2 separate regions of the Pan troglodytes genome follow, and region 1 is linked to region 2. Evidence: chromatin contacts called from public HiChIP or PLAC-seq data. All regions are on one chromosome and are shown on one strand. The core of a region is the stretch at or near the end of the contact, and the rest is flanking DNA. Distances in the headings are between cores, read along the strand shown. Region 1 holds the start of LRRC58 (leucine rich repeat containing 58). Region 2 holds the start of GSK3B (glycogen synthase kinase 3 beta).

Region 1 (4,748 bases), core at 1,592-4,091, 250 kb after region 2:
TAATTAAATAATGAGGTTCATAGTTAGTTGTTTAATGTCTGTCTCCTGGATCATGTTCACCATTGTATCCCCAATACTTGGGACAGTGCCTGACACAGGGCAGGTGTTCAATAAATATCTATTGAAGAGTAAATGAAGAGACATCTTGCCCAAATGCTTCATTTGTAGATTAGAAAGCTACAGTTAGGATACGCTACAGTTAGGATACAAGTGACTTGCCTAAGGCTGGAGCACCAGGAGTTCTTTTTTCCCAGGCCAATATTCTTTTGCTACACTTAACTCTGAGGTCCCTTCTACCTTTAACGTTCTGTTATCTCTGAAAATACAATAAAGTGTGAAAATATCTTACAGATGGAAGATACCTCTTTTTCGTTTTGTACAATACATTTGGCTCTATTTCCCACTCCCCCACCGGGCACTTTTATTATCCTGTTTCTCTGCTTCCTCCTAAAGTTAAATTTAACATATTTACTGCATAATCTAGTAGGTGAAGCAGATAATTCCTGTAAACAAGGAATCATATCCAATAAGGTAAATGCAAAGGCAGGATGAATGAAGCACAGAGAAAGTACAGCATAGGCTGTACTTTTTTGTGCAGGGAGTAGTAACGAAAAAAATTGTTGTGCAGGGAGTAGTAAAAAAGGAATCACAGAGATGATTAACTTGAGATAGCTTTTGAAGGATGATAGGCGTTTGCCAGGTGAAGGAAACATTCCAAGCAAGGGAAACAGCACGTGTACAGAGGCACTGCATCCATTCAACACATACTGAGTGCCTACCAGCAACTCCAAGCTGCTTTCTCTACGTGGGAAAATGCATAGGTCACTGAACTCCACAAATGGTAGTTGGTACTGCCACAGAGAAGAGGAAGCTGCAAATGTAGTGGAAAGCAAGGGTTAGATCAGAGCACCTTGTATGCCATGCTCAAAGGCACGTACTTTGATCTATAGAGATGGAAATCCACGGAAGACTTTTGAGCAAAGAAGTGACAACCTCTGATTTACATCTGTTTTGAGTTTCCACTCAGTTTGGATCACGCCCCAGATTCAATAAGGAAGACAGAAAAAATGCCTCGAGAATCTGCATAGGCCAAACACAACATACCAAACAGTCACACATGCGAACATACTAGGTATTTACAACAACCTGCTGAGATGGTTGGGCAGAACTCACTACCGCGCAGTTAAAGAGAAAGCTTGGAAATAGTTACGTGACAAACGTTGAGGTGCCCAGGCCCGGCGCCCCAGGGTTCCCGGACACCGCCCGAGGCCTCCCCACCCTCCGGCACACACCCGCTCACCTCTGCAAGTTCTCGATCTCAGCCGGGATGCTCTGCAGTTGGTTGCCGCCCAGACTCAGGGTCTGCAGCGCGCGCAGCTCTAAGAGCGAGGCAGGCACCTCCTGGAAACAGTTGCCGCTGAGGTTGAGCACCTGGAGGCTGCGGCAGAGCGGCGACTGGGCCAGGCCCTTGGGCAGCGCACTGGGCCCGCCGAGCCGGTTGTTCTTGGCCAGCAGCGTGCGCAGGCCGCGCAGAGCAAGCAGCTCCGGCCCGAGCGCGGTCAACGCGTTGCCGCTCACGTCCAGCAGCTGGAGGTGCGGGAAGCCGCTGCCCAGCGCCCGTGGCAGCGACACCAGACGGTTGTGAGGCAGCAGCAGCCGCAACAGCGCCTCCCGCGCGCCGCGCCGCTCCTCGCCCCGCGCCTCCAGCTCAGACTCCAGCGTCTCGGTGGACACGCTGAGGCGGGACCAGTTCAGTTCGGCCTCCCCGGCCGTGACCACCGCTGCTCCGGCCTCCTCCATCCTGGCCACCGCACGGCGCGTGGCGCCGGATTCCCCAGAGCGCCGCGCGCGGTCCAGAGGCCGGGAGCTCTGCGGCGCCCCGGAACCTGAACCGAGGGCTGAGTCGGAAGTGGCGCGGGCGGGCGCAAACCCTGCGCGCCTTGGCCGAGTCACGCGACGCGAGGCCCTGGGGTGCGCGCGCCGCTCCGGGGCGGGCTCTGCCTCACGAGGCGCGGGGCGCGGAGTGGCAAGAGCGCAGCATGGGCTGCGCAGAACTGAGGCAGACACCCAGAGGCCGCCAAATTGTCATCTGAGCCGGACCGGGTTTCGGCGGCCGCGCTTTATAGTCGCTGGAGCCTGGTGACCTATTCCAGGGCTCCAAGACTGCCTCGGCAAACAGCCCAAGGATGTTCGGTTATCTCGCCTTGAGGGTTCGCGCGTCACGTGCCCCCCCCCCGCCCCCCGCTTGTTTTTCAGTTTAAAAGTGGGGCCCGTGTCTGCAGGACTCTGTGAGCACACAGTAATTTAGTGGTGATTTAGCTCCATGACAGAAAACCGCAGGAATTTAAAGTCCGAAGATTAACAAAGCCGACCTCGAAATGTGAACGCAGCTGGACTAGACCTCAGAACCCCCGGACCCTTACTGGAGGTTCCGCTGTTAAATAGCCTAGGGCAGGGATTTGATTTCAGTTGCCCCATGCATAAAATATGGGTAATACCCGCACTACTTACCCCACAGAATTATTTTTTTCTTTTTTAAGGCAGAAATGTGTATCAAGTAAGGACGTTTTGCCCGTTTTAATTGTAGAAGCACATACGTGGCTTTTGGTGTAAGTTGTGTCTAGGAGTGAATTTGGGAGATATGGAGGCGGTTGCATGATTTGAGATAGCTCGAATTAATGAGTTAGTTTAAAAACTCAAAGCATAGAGTTTGTACTGCAGGTCAAAACTACAGTTTGGGAAAATCCTGATCTGGTACTAATTTAGTAATTCTAATTAACGTATTTTTCATCCTTGTCCCAAACTCAATCTTTTCTGAAATTACATTTTATGATTTTGAAAAGTAATGAATAGAAATGAGAAAAAATGCTTAGCTTTTTTTTTTTTTAACAAAGCTTATACATAAGAAAGTTAAGTGGTCGTGTATAATCAACGACATTAAATTGCTTTCCTCCTTAAAAAAGGAAAGTCGTTTTTTTCTTGCCAGTCATTTATTTGTATGAGAAACTATGCCTTTACTCTGCAGTCAAACTTTAATTTCTGATTGAGTTGTAGTCCTAGAAGGACGTACTTTGTATGTTTAACCTAATGGTGGAATGCTTTTTAAAACTGATGAGTCATTTGTTTTGAAAGAGTCCTTTTAAGAACAGACCTTATTTTGGGTCAAGCCAGCATTCTAACGGTAGTCCTAATATCTGAAAATAACAAATATTTAAAATAATAGTTGTTTTTGCTTTAAAATGTTTATCTTGGATTTTAAAAAGTGATAGGAACGTAATGTAAAATGAGAAAAAGAAAGGATTCAAACATAATTCAGAAATAAGAGTTGGCCAGGTGCCATGGCTCATGCCTGTAATCCCAGTGCTTTGGCCCAGGCCAGCAGATCGCTGAGGTCAGGAGTTCCAGACCAGCCTGGCCAACATGGGGAAACCCCGTCTCTACAAAAAATACAAAAATTAGCCGGGCCTAGTGGCGCTCGCCTGTGGTGCCAACTACTACACAGGCTGCTGGGAGGATTGTTTCAGCCTAAGAGGTAGAGGTTGCAGAGAGCCATGATTGTGCCACTGCCCTGCACTTTTTTTTTTTTTGTCTCAAGAAAAATAAAATAAGAGGTAAGATTACAAATCAGTGGAATTAAAGGGAAAAAGATAACCTCAATAATAGCAAATGAGGCTTCCTAGTAGAAAGTTTGGAAAAAAATACTTAGTATGGGAACTCCACATTATATAGAATAAAGGAAAGGAAGTAGAAAAAAAGTGGTGTAGGTAAAGAAATGAGTAACCTGACAAATTTTGAAAACCTACTGCTTGCAACGCTGTACTAGGAGCTTTTAATTTAATAAAGTCTCCAACTATTTGGTTGTTGAATTTAGGATAAATGTAACCAGACCATTGAGCAGCTAAGATAACTGAGAAACTGCTTTCTAAAAGTTGAAAACTGTGTTTCTGCCTCTTTGAAGCTATTGGCAAGGAAACTGTAAATTTCAGTGTAAAATGCACATCTCATGTCCAATTAGAGTAGGTTCCTACTTACATAGAATGACTATCTTTATTCATTTTTGGATTCTCCCTCACACCACCACCATCCCCCATTGCCTAGTATGATTTCTTGCAAATAATTTGGATTGACTGAGTTGGATATATCTCTTAGTTAGTGGACTTATTTTTTGAATAATTAGATTAAATTGTAAAGTCCTTGAAAAGAACTGTCTTATTATTATATACCCATCCCCTAACAGTGCCTGCTCCACAGTAGGTACAGGTACTCTATATCTTTTGAAACACTGAATATATTTGTAAATATTAAGTTTTAGTTGAAAAGGAATTTTTATTTATCAAACACCTTTTATCACAAACCTTAAAAAATGTAATTCTACTTATCGCCACATTTATAAATAAGAATGTTTATCCTTATTTTAGAAATGAGGGAACTCAAGCTCAAAAATGATGAGTAAAGTCTGCTATCACAGAGAGTGAAAGGCTAATTAGAAATTCAGCCTTAGGGCTGTGTGGCTCCAAAGTCTATGTTCTTTCCACTACACTACACTGCTCTCTTGAGCTTAGTATTTTTTGTTTTTTGTTTTTTAAATGATTCAAAGCAATAAGATCTTCCAAATAGTGTCAGTATTACAAGTGGCATCTATCCATTGATGGTACTTTGAAATATTGTGATTGTTGGAATTATACGGCACTTGTCTTAAGGATTGGGGGTTTTGTGGGCTTCATACACAAAACTGGAGCAGAGGCACC
Region 2 (5,255 bases), core at 1,982-4,481:
TTTTAAATCGTCCTTTTTAAGGAACCCGCCAGAACATTTAACAGGTAATGAACGCAGTAGCACTCCAAAATTGAACTTAAATGTAATGAGCCAGTGACAACATTTAACTTAGTATTTGGCACTATGACAAAACAATCTCAATCAAAACTTGGACCTATTAATACTTCCAAGTTAACTTTTGATTAAACATAAATTATACGGTGGCAGGTTGGTAATGTCAAAACAGGAAGGTTAAGAGATAACACATCAAACCACTTATCCAATTGAACACAAATGCATACAGAGATGTTACTGCTGCTAGGTATTTATTGGCTCCCACTAGTCCCTTCTAAAGAGAGAAATCAATGGCAGCCTCCAAATGTGAATGGTTACTGAGCAAGTTCATCCACAGATTAAGAACAAATATTATGTGTAGTCATACAAACAAGAAAAAAATGTTGGGAGGGTGGGACATTTAACGTCTCTATTAAGTATATCAAACTATCATAACCCCTGAGACCTAAAATACTCTCTCATTCCAAATTCCAAAAATTCTGCAAATGTGCATATAATGGTTTAGTAATCAAATCTTGTCCTTCTCTTTATTCTAAAGGATGGGCAAGTAAACACTGTCATCACTACTTTAACGTGGAAACACTCGAGCACTTGATGAAACCGACTACCAACAGCAAGAAAAGTACAAGAAAGCAGTTTGAAATCGAATCATCCAAATAAATATCATATTATCTCAATTCAAGGTTAATGAGACCGGGGGAGGGGGTATGGGAGGAGTAAAAAGGGAGCTGCTTCATCCTTGACTGAAGATAGGTTTTGCCCTTTTCCATTGCCTGTTTATGAGGAGGTCTAATAATTTCAGATCCTGGTATTTCGAGGTTTCTTATTTTAAGGGCGAGGTGGAAAAGGGGTGTAAAATAAAATCAATACTCACTGCTAACTTTCATGCTGCCAAAAGCTGAAGGCTGCTGCACCGGCTTGCAGCTCTCCGCAAAGGAGGTGGTTCTGGGCCGCCCTGACATGATCACTCTCTTCGCGAATCACCTTTTCCTTCCTTCCTCCTTTTCTTCCTTTTGTCTTTATGTTGGGGTGTTAGGTTAACGATAAATGCAGCATTAAGTTCTCCCACAGAAGAAAAAGAAAAAGACTTCGTCCTCTTGGCTTTTCACTCCTTTTGTATACTATAAAAAAACAAAACAAGCGATATATTTCTCCTTCAAGACAGATCGGCACGGATATTTAACATATAGATGATTTAGGACTTGGGAAAAAATACAATTCTTTCCCCTCCCTTTCCTGGGAGGAGAGAAAAGAGAGGGCAAATCCTAAAAAAATATGTATCACGTGAAACGGGGGCAAATACTTGATTGAAAATGAGTACTTCGAATATTATATTTTCCTCGGGGATTTTTTTTCCGAGTCAATGAAGAAGGGAAGCGGCGGAAGGATCACGAGTCTCACGCTTGAAGAGAAAGGGGGATGGGTAGGAGGGAGGGAGAGGGAGGCTCGGAGATGCGACGGGAAACGCTGCAGCTCCGGCAGCCGCGGGATCCGGCGGGCTGACGGCAGGGGCCCGGCGAACTAGAGGGCGGCGGAGTCGCGAGTCAGTCAGAGGCGGGCGGTGGCGGTGGCGGTGGCGGCGGCTCCTCTCCTCATTGCGCCAGGAGCAGCTGCAGGCGGCGGCTGGATCCAGCGGCCATGGCGGCGGCGGTGGCGGAGGCAGCTCCCTTCAGACCCCAGGCAGCGGCTCCTCGACTGTTCCCCATACGCCGGGGACATGGGAACCCGGCAACCGCTTCCGTCCCTCGGGGCCCCCTCCCCCGTCCGCGGCAACAGCTCGGCCGCCCTCCCGCCCCTCGGCTCTGCTCGGTGCCCGCTCAGGAAGTGTCCGCGCTTTGCCCCAGCCCAGAGCCCTGTCAGCGGCTGCGGGGCCGGCTCCTCCTCGCTTCCTTCCTTCCTTTGTCACTTGGCCCGGGCGGCGGCGGCGGCGGCGGCACAAGCCCGCATTCGCCCGGGTCAGGGGCTGCTCTGTGTGAGGAGCGCTGTCTGCGCAGCCGCCTTGCACTTCCCCACTCCTCCTCCCCCCTCCTACTCGTCCTCCACCTCCTTCCTCCCCCACCCAGCCTTACACCGCCCAGCGCCCCGCCGCCCGCGTAACAGGCGTCTGGGAATCGCCGGCCGAGCCCCACGCTCGCCCGCTTCGGCTGGGAGCCGAAGCCCGAACGGAGCCAATCACGGACGTCGTTTGTTTGCGGCTCCTCCCGGAAAAAGCCGATCAGCCTGAGAAACCAATTAGAAAGTGACGCTGGGAAACCACGCCCACAGAGCGGAAAATGCCGAAGGTAGCCGAACGGAAAGGGTGAATTCGCCTTGTTCGGTGGCTGGCTGGAGGAGACATTCGACAATGGCAACAGTGGCCAATCAGAGTCGCCGGCCCTTACGAAGAGGCTTGAAGAGTTGAGGACGGTGAAACCCAGAGACGCTGGTGAAACTGCACGGCTGGGCGCCGCCGCCGCTTTGTGATTGGCTGGAAAACTCCGCTGGGAGCGTACCTCCTTCGGTGATTGGTGAAGAGAAGGGGGCTTCCGAGGACAGTCTGGCCAGTCAGGACTTCCCCTCCCTCTCCAAGGTGGGGAGAAGAAAGCGAAGGGAGGGCGTCTATAAAGCGCTGTCTCATTGGCCTGAAGCTTAGGCGCTGGAGTTGGGGCAAAAGGGAGAGGGAGGGAGCCCGAAACTCGCGGCGGCGGCCAATCGGCTCTCACTGCCGTCCAATCGCAAGACCTAGCTGCAGTGTGATTGGCCTTCGGCCCCGGTCCCAGGAGCGGGGAGATGCCTGACTCGGGTCGTGGCTGACGACCGGACGGTTCGCCTGCGGCCGCCTCCAACAACAGTGGAAACCGCACACACGGACCGCGGGCCCTCGGTGCAGCAAATCGGAAAGTGCTGCGGTCGGCGGCCCTGGGCTCTGAGCGCTCAAGCGAGCAGAGGGGTGGAGGGGCTCTCCCCACCCACAGGAGGCTCTCGGCGGGGCGCAGCCAATTCTGCGCGCCCAAGGCCCCCCTCTGCCCTGGATCGCGTGTGCCGAGTGTCGGCCTCTTCCCCGAAAGGGCCAGACGGACCAAGGGGGCCTTCCCAGCCGGCTGCAAGCTCTCAGACGCTAAAATGGGAACAAAGCTTCCAGAAAGGCAGCGCCTTTGGGCGGCCGCGCCCCGCCCAGCTGCGGGGGCCATTGATACAGAGGCTTGCTGCGCTCGGTGTGCGCGGCCCGGCCGGGCCTCTGGAAACGCCCATGAGAAATGAGCTCATGCTGGATGCGCGCGCTCCTTGGGCGCAACTGCCCAGCGCAAAACGGGCCCCGAAAGCAGGTGAGGGGAAATGCCGTCAGGCCGGATATCCTGAAGCCTCCGAGGAAATGGGGGGGTCAGAGGAGCCCGTGGTAGCTTTGGATCTTTTGGAACTAGGGTGATCTATAAAAGTGCAGCTTGAGAAGATTTCATACGTAAGACCAGCGTCCATTGTTCTACCATAGAACCAGTTCCTTTGGTCTGCTTTAGAACAGTGAGGTATGGCTACGTCAAGATAACAGAAAGTAGAACAGACAGTTGCCATCCTGATTGTAATCCAGTGGTGCCTGTAATTTCTACCTGCAGAGTCATCTCTTTCTGTTAAGATGCTGTCTCCAGAAAGCACATGTAAAAGGACCTATATTTGATCAGATTACCTGGCTCTTGCTTTGAAACACTGATGAAGGACTTGGGACAGAACAAAGTAAGCTTTGATGGAAGACAGGAAAGGTCTAGATAGTGTTTGCAGATTCAAATGGCTTACAGAGGCCAGACAAGTAAAGCAAATGAGTGAGACTGGCCTTGTGTAAGACAATGGGGAATGATAGGGAAAATGGCAAATTGGAATATCCATGCCATAACTAAAAGGAACAGTTGCTCAGCTCTAGCAGATTGTTGCCCTCAGGAATGTGGGTCCAGTGTTCTCAGATGTTCAATTTTTTTCCTCCCAAAAGAAACCCCAAAATTGGATTTTTGTGTGAAATCTCTGCATTTTTAAATGTTGGTAACCAAATTTTCAAACCCTGCAGGCCAACCTAAAAACATCCCTTGGCCGATGAGGCATTGGAAAAAGTGTTAATAATTGTTAGGGGCCCGATAGCAGTAGGAGGGTGAAAACAAAATGGTTTGGGACCTTAAATAATTGAAATGTATCTTTATTTATTTATTTATTTTTGAGACGGAGTTTCACTCTTGTTGCCCAGGCTGGAGTGCAGTGGCGCGATCTCGGCTCACCGCAACCTCCGCCTCCCCGATTCAAGTGATTCTCCTGCCTCAGCCTCCCAAGTAGTTGGGATCACAGGCATGTGCCACCATGCCAGCTACTTTTGTATTTTTAGTAGAGACGGGGTTTCTTCATGTTGGTCAGGCTGGTCTCGAACTCCCGACCTCAGGTGATCTGCCTGCCTCAGCCTCACAGAGTATCGGGATTACAGGCGTAAGCCACCACACCGGGCCGGTTGAAATTTATCTTTAAAATAGTGCACCTTTAATCCTTTTTTTATTTCTGTGTGTATCTTATAATGTGCATATCATGTTAGCTCAAGATCAAGAGTTTATGGACAAGCCAGGCGTGGTGGCTTATGCCTGTTATCCCAGCAATTTGGGAGGCCGAGGCAGGTGGATCGCCTGAGGTTAGGAGTTCGAGACTAGCCTGGTCATCATGGTGAAACCCCGTCTCTACTAAAACTTTAAAACTTAGCTGGGCGTGGTGGCGGGCATCTATAATACCAGTTACTTGGGAGGCTGAGGCAGGAGAATCGCTTGAACCCAGGAGGTGGAGGTTGCAGTGAGCTGAGACGCACCATTGCACTCCAGCCAAGGCAACAAGAGCGAAACTCCGTCTCAAAAAGAAAAAAAAAAAAAGTTTATGAACCACTAGTTTAGACAAAGAATAGTTGTACAGTTGTACAGATGGATAAGGAAGGAAAGAACATTCCAGGCAAAAAGAAAAGGTTATGCAATGGCTGAAATGTTTAACAAGGTATTTGGAGACCTTGAGATAGTTTGAAATTATGTAATGTCTAAGATGTGGGCCAAGAGAAAATAAAGGAAAATATCACAGGATAATAGAGGAGTAAAGTAAACTATGCTGTATTAACTCCATATTAGGCAGCCAGTAAAAATAAATACAACCACCAAAAGTAACTCAGAAATATGTTTAGGAAACAATACTAATTGAAAAATATAGAACTTCAG

Evidence for each region. HiChIP or PLAC-seq counts read pairs in DNA pulled down with a chosen protein or histone mark.
Region 1: an H3K4me3 HiChIP or PLAC-seq map of stem cell-derived excitatory neurons shows a contact between it and region 2, with 5 times the contacts expected there. The contact joins the promoter of LRRC58 here to the promoter of GSK3B in region 2. A contact is called at or near these places in 1 of 7 Hi-C or Micro-C datasets (stem cell-derived neural progenitor cells) and 1 of 1 datasets of contacts at active chromatin or transcription factors (stem cell-derived excitatory neurons).

Annotation. Positions count from the first base shown.
Region 1 is chr2:123,650,037-123,654,784 of NHGRI_mPanTro3-v2.0_pri, forward strand. LRRC58 (leucine rich repeat containing 58) reads right to left here and starts at 2,842. Exons shown (of 4, transcript XM_009446244.5): 1 at 1,301-2,842. The coding sequence starts at 1,800.
Region 2 is chr2:123,395,091-123,400,345 of NHGRI_mPanTro3-v2.0_pri, forward strand. It overlaps GSK3B (glycogen synthase kinase 3 beta), which reads right to left and starts at 3,232. Exons shown (of 10, transcript XM_016941724.4): 1 at 929-3,232. The coding sequence starts at 1,016.